2 separate regions of the Mus musculus genome follow, and region 1 is linked to region 2. Evidence: chromatin contacts called from public promoter capture Hi-C data. All regions are on one chromosome and are shown on one strand. The core of a region is the stretch at or near the end of the contact, and the rest is flanking DNA. Distances in the headings are between cores, read along the strand shown. Region 1 holds the start of Rims3 (regulating synaptic membrane exocytosis 3). Region 2 holds the start of Cited4 (Cbp/p300-interacting transactivator, with Glu/Asp-rich carboxy-terminal domain, 4).

Region 1 (3,289 bases), core at 62-2,561, 190 kb after region 2:
AATCATTTGAAATGGGAAGACCCACTTTTACCCTGGATCGTTTGAGGTTGAAAGATCCACTGTTGATGGAAGCAAAAAAAGCTTGCTCTCTTTGCATACTGGCCCTCACCCTCACTGGCAACCTCAGTCCGTCACTAACATTTGAACCCACTTCTTTGGCATTCCAGCAGATATTGAAGGCCATCTGGCCTTGTGGAGTGAATAACTCCTGAGTTCTTGGACTTTCCATTGTACAGCCATTGTTGGACAAGCCGGATCACATCCTGTAAGCCATTTTAATAAATCCCCTCCCACATGTGTGCGTGTACGTGTGTGTGTGCGTGTGTGTGTGTGTGTGTGTGTGCGTGTGTGTGTGTGTGTGTATGTGTTTCTTCTCTAAATTCTGTCCCTCTAGAGAACCAACAGTAATACAGGGTTCCCACTTGCAGTCCTATTGACACAGGGCCTGAGGACTCTTTGGTATCAGGACTGGCCAGCACAGTTCCAGGGTTGGTTCTTACTGGAAACCCCTCATAATTGCAGAAACTACGAGTAACTCAAGATATTGTGAAAAATCCCTTCAGGACAAAACTGTCCCCAGTTGAAAGGCACTGCCACAGGTGGCAAAGGAGCTAATATGGGTCATAGGCCCCTTACCTGAAGTCTGAAAGTATATTGGAAGTTCCTTTTTTTTAAACAAAGGACTTACTTTCACTTCGTGTGTGTATGTGCACACATGTGCTGGAGCCTTCAGGTGCCAGAAGAGGGCATCAGATTCCTTGGAGCTGAAGTAACAGTTGTCTGACTTGGGTGTTGGGAACTGAACTCTGATCTTCAAAAGCAGCACTCTTTTGTGACTCCTGATCTCTCTCTCTCTCTCTCTCTCTCTCTCTCCCTCCCTCTTTCCAGAAAATCTTTTACAGCAGGCACTTGAGCAAGTCATTTCTCCTCCGAAAGTTTCCCCCCTTTTTTTGGTCTTTAAAATGGACTCTATGTTTGTAAGGTGTTTAGCCTTACTGCTCACCATCTGACATTCCTTGATCTTGTTCAGAATAGATGGAGGCACCTGGGAGGTGCCCCCAAGGACAAGGAAGTTTGAGAAGGAACAGATTGTGTAGAAGAGTGGACAGGCAGGGGACAGGAGGAGCATCTTAGGGACTTGAGCGGCCCCCAACCCCTGATTCTTAGAGGTTCACTTCTTCCAGGCCTACTCCTCAAGGATACACCTAGAAGATCCAGATTCCAGAGGCCACGCCCACCTTCGGGCCCCGCCCCATCTGGCCCCGCCCCATCCACTAATCCCTCCCACCAGCCCTAGGCCCCGCCCCTGCCAGGGCCCGCTTCCTCCCGCCAGCCGTGGCTTGGGCTTTGCACCCGGCGGCGACTGAGAACTGTGTGGCGACTGCGGAGCCAGCAGCGCAGGCGGGCGGAGCGGAGCTGTCCGGCCCGGTGGCGGGCGATGCCCCCGTGAGTCTCTGTCGCTGCCCCTCCCCGCCCCGCGTCCCTACCCCTTCGGAGTCCGCGCCCGCTCGGGGCCGGGCCGCGCCTACCGCCGGGTCCGCGGGGCGGGGTCCCGGGGCAGCACCTGCCTCGCCTTGCGGCGCCACTCCGCCAGCGGAATCCCGCTCCAGGCGTGGACCCCGGCCCCACCTCGGGGTAAGTCAGCAGGCCTTGCGCGCCTGCGAGTGGGCGTGGGGAGGGGGCTGCGGTCAGGGCAGGGGACCACGCCGGGAAGGGGGGTTCCGGCCGGCCGCCGAGCGCTACGTAGGGATGTATGCCAGATCTGGGGGGCGGGGGGGAGGGTTTGGGGGGGAGGCTCCGCGATGCGCACAACCTGGGATGACTGTGGGGCGGGGGCTGAGCCTGAGGAAACCTGGAAAATGGGGTAGGAACCCTAGAATCTGGAGTACTTTGCTGACGCTCAGGGTTTCACCTGGGGCCCTGATCTTCAACAGCATTGCTTCGCATGGCATTTTTGCAAAGTGCTTAAAATCCCTCCTGGAAAGGTAGCCTGCCTTTCTCCCTCCTGCCTGTACCCTGGTTGGGAAGCGGCCACTTTTTCCTTCCAACGTGACACCATTGTACCCAGAGAAACACTCCCCTTCTTAGTAAAAAGGAGAGAGGTGGTGCTCACGCAGCTTCAGGGTGAAAGAAGGGGCTTCTGGGAAGCTGGGAAAAAGTGGTCAGGGGCACGATGGGTCACCCAAGGCTTCAAGGAAGCTTGGCAAGACCCTTCATGGGCTATTCTGGCATCTTGTTCATTTGGGAGAATAGGTCTCCTTGGCTGGCTTCCTGGTTGCCTGGATCCCAGGCCCCCATTACCTCTGTACAACCCAACCTCAAGGAGTGGGTTTCCCCTCCTAGTATCTCAGAAGCGAATGAATGGTCCCTCTATAGCTCTTGTAGTCCCTGGCTAAGGTGGGAAATGTTGTAGCTAAGCCAGAGCAACAAGGGGCCCTAGCTAGCAGTGCCATCAGGGGCCTTCAGGGCTTGGGCCTGGGGGAATTGCTGTGTCCAACCCTGTCTCTAAGGGTGATATCTTGGAGAGAGATGGAAGGCAGCTGCTTTTCCTATTGCTCTGTTCTCTGCTGGTGATGACTTCTCACTGGGTTTTGGGGCCTGAATGGTGGAAAGAGGGTCTTTCACCAAGGGATTGACAACCCATCTCCACAGTTGCTGCCAGCCACCAATCAGTCCGTAATCACAATCACGCAACTGCCAACTCTGTCCCCATAGGCAAGTGAAGAGGATGGCCCAGTGGGACACTCTCTGGGCAGGGGCCTGCTGGGGAGGGGTCCATGCAGTTTGTGCTTAAACCAGGTATTCAGGGACTTCCTTGGGTTCTCCAACCATCTGGCCGTTTACAAGGGATAGAGCCCCAGAGCTGATTAAACTTGTCTTCAAATCCCGGCTCTGCTACTTTCTGCCTATGTGATATGAAAGGAAGGAATCACCTGCTTTCTCCGAGCCTCTTTCGGCAAAACAGTCCTACGGTTTTAGGAGGAATAAATACAGTGGTAGGTTTGAGCAGCTTCTCCCTGAGCCCTCCTGAGCTCAGTGGGTAACTGCTGAACTATAAGCAACACTGTGCCAAGCATTTGCTGGGGCAGGCATGCTGGAGCCAGGAGCTGAGGACTCAGCAGGGACCTTAGTCCCTTCCTCCAGGGGATGTGCTCAGTGTAGGTGTTGGTGTCTTAACTGTTCTTGCTCCCTCTGCCACTCCTAGTCTCTGGACATTGATTGGATTTTACTCTTTGGAGCCCGGGCTTGAAGCTGCTGGCTGGCTGAGTACTCAGAGCTGCCGCTGCCG
Region 2 (3,046 bases), core at 269-2,768:
AACATCTCAGTGTTAACCTTCTGAGTCAGAAGGTTAGGGTTCCCCCTAACAGTCAGGTTTAAGAATTTCTGTGTGGAGCCCTATCTGGAGAAAAAGAGATAGCCCAAGGCTTTCATTATACTAGACTAGGACCACCAACTTCCTTTCACAGCAGAAAGCAGAGGCCCTATGGAATCAAGTGATGCCCCCCCAGCCCCCACCCAACGCCCCTGCAGGTGGCAGAGCTATGATTAGAACTTGGGCCTCTGAACTCGGCTGCTAAACTTCTCCCCTCTACACCAGCTAGATAAACCAAAGTTCCAGGAAGGCCAGAGGCTGCTGCAGGGGGGAGGGGAGCCTGAGGAGGGGAAAGCCAACATGTGTAAGTCAGGCTCCAGGAAACCGTCCCCGGCATGCCTGTGGCTCAAAGAGCTTGTTGCATATAGGAATGACTATTTGCATACAGCCTCTGCACAGCCTCATTTTCCTTTGGTGCCTTAGTCTTCTTATCTGCAAAATAGGGCTAAAAATTCATACCCTACCCCAGAAAGGCACTTGTAGAATGTAGAGCACTCTAAAGCTCCAAGTTAGGATTATTGTGATTCAAAGAAGCTTTGGAAATCCCCCATTGGGTGATCATTAGAGCCAGCCTTATAGCCAACCTTTCACTAGATTAAAGAACATTTAATACATATGTATGTGCCAGGCACTATGGAGGGCTCTATACACACACACACACACACACACACACACACACACACACACACAGAGCCTCAGCTAACTTTCACCATAGGCGCTTGTGGTCTCTGCTACTCTGGCCAGCATCCTACGGAGGAGAAAGCCGCAGTTTGGTGAATGAGCTGCAATTCACGCCATCATTTGCTCATTCATTCCACTTTTACAGAAAGCCAGCTCTGAACCAGGCTGCGGGCCAAATGCTGAGGGTAAGAAGATGAACAAGTCCTTCAGGAGACATGCCCATAAATTACTTTAATAACAACTCAGGACAAGCTTCAACAGACAGCACAGTGTGAACCAGAGAGAAGGAGCAATTGGCTCCCTGGGGATTGTAGGAACAGAGAGCTGACCTCTTCAAAGGACATTGCACTTCGCTGAAGTGCAATACAAAGTTCCGGGTTTGAATCTTAAAGGCTTTATTTACTGTGTGTTTCCAGGAAATCTCTCCTGCCTCTGAGGCTCAGTCCGAAAAAATAGTAAATTGAGTGACGCCAAGATCCTGAAACTACAGGAACTGGCCCTCTCACCTCATCTGGCAAATTCAAGCTACTCCCATACCCCCTCTTAACCAGTACCTCGAAGGCCTGACCAAGCCCCAGAAAAATGTCAACCACCCAGCCCTACCAAAGTGCCTGCATCCTGGGACGCCCTTGCAGGCCCAAAGGGCGGAGCTCTGGTAGGGGGCGGGACCAATACCTTCTTGGACAGGTTCACGACCCGCCCAGAAGGGATTCATCCAGCCAATGACAGAGAGTGGGCGTGGCGTTCCCGCCTCTTGGTATAAAAAATCTCCGGACTTCAAGGCACTGCGCGAAAGCCTGGGAACCCTTGGGCTGTCTGTTTCTTTTGCGGCCTGCAACTACTGCTGTGGGCAGCGCAGAAGAGAGGAGATCCGGGAGACCCGGGTGAGACAGTGAACGAATCCGATTTATTCTTCCTCTGCCTGGTTGAGTTGCAGGGACTGCACAGTGCCCGGGTCTCCCGCCCAAGAGGAGCCGCTGGCCGAGACCCGGGGCGTGCCCTGACTGTCCGCCAGCTGCTATGGCCGACCACCTGATGCTCGCCGAGGGCTACTGCCTGCTACAGGTGCCGCCGCACACCCACGGCCCGCACGCTCCCCGGACTCTGCAGCCATACGCAGGCCCGGGCATGGACAGCGGTCTGCGGCCGCGGGGGGCTCCGCTGGGACCGCCGCCGCCACCCGGGACCCTGGCATACGGCTCCTTCGGGTCGCCGGTCTCTTTCCAGCCCTTCCCCGTCTCGCAGTCGCCGGGCGCCGGTAGCACGCACCTGCAGTCTGCAGCCACACCGTCCCCGGGCCGCATCCCGGCGCCCCCGGCAGCCGCTGGAGGGCCCTCACCTCTGCAGCCGGCGCCCGGAGCCGCAGCCTCGTTGCCGCCGCCGCCGCCGCCACCCGCCCTGGGCTGCATGGACACCGAGCTCATCGACGAAGAGGCGCTGACGTCGCTGGAACTCGAGCTCGGGTTGCACCGCGTACGCGAGCTGCCGGAGCTCTTCCTCGGCCAGAGCGAGTTCGATTGCTTCTCAGACCTGGGGTCAGCGCCGGCCGCCGGCTCGGTGAGCTGTTGAGAGCCACCACCCAGAGACACGGGACCTTGCGCCCGGTGGCCCGGCTCCCACACACCCTCCGTGAGGGTGGAGGCGCCTGGTTTTCGTGCCGAGACGGCTCCAGCCGAGAACACCTGCCTTGCCTCCAGGCTCTGCCTCCTGCCAGATGACAGTTGGGTCTCGCTTCTCATACCCAAGCCTCAGCGGTCTAATGGAGGGAACTGAACCAGCCTTCGGATTCCACGTTCTTGGATTCTGTGCCCTCTTTCCGCCGCCTTGCCCCAATCTGAGCCATTACAGGCCTCTGCCTGACCTTCCTTCTCGAGCAGCCTACTAACCGGATTGGGTCTAGGGAGCCATCTCTCCGTACCCCCTACCTTCCCTGGGCCCCTGGCCCGGGGGAGGGAAGGATTTTACACCTAACCCCTGCAGAGTGGAGCCATGCTCCCGCTGGCCTCTAAAACCAAAATAAAACTGGGTTGCTTTACAATTTTGAGTTTCCATTTCCTTTTCATCCCCACCCTCAAGTACCTGTAACTTGCAAAAAGTCTGAGGCTGTTAGAGTCCCAAAGTGAAACTGAGGCTCGCAACCTCAACAGCCCAAAGGACAAGAGACCTGATAGTTTCTTTTGAAAATGTCTTGAGAGTTGTGCAATTGTCATGACATAACCTGAGGGGTCCAGGCTGCTGCCTGGCCAGTTAACAGCTTAATCCGTTTGATTTCCTAGCCACTAGGACTCCAGGAACTGGGGGGGGGGGG

The links. Promoter capture Hi-C pulls out the DNA fragments that hold promoters and counts their contacts.
Region 1: a promoter capture Hi-C map of hematopoietic stem and progenitor cells shows a contact between it and region 2. The contact joins the promoter of Rims3 here to the promoter of Cited4 in region 2. A contact is called at or near these places in 10 of 39 promoter capture datasets (the 3T3-L1 cell line, the HPC-7 cell line, cranial neural crest and 6 more), 4 of 484 Hi-C or Micro-C datasets (cortical neurons, embryonic stem cells, immediate neuronal precursor and 1 more) and 2 of 9 other capture datasets (adipose tissue and pancreatic islet).

The regions. Positions count from the first base shown.
Region 1 is chr4:120,853,488-120,856,776 of GRCm38.p6, forward strand. It overlaps Rims3 (regulating synaptic membrane exocytosis 3), which reads left to right and starts at 1,312. Exons shown (of 8, transcript NM_182929.3): 1 at 1,312-1,635.
Region 2 is chr4:120,665,045-120,668,090 of GRCm38.p6, forward strand. It overlaps Cited4 (Cbp/p300-interacting transactivator, with Glu/Asp-rich carboxy-terminal domain, 4), which reads left to right and starts at 1,519. Exons shown (of 1, transcript NM_019563.2): 1 at 1,519-2,776. The coding sequence starts at 1,759. The coding sequence ends at 2,307.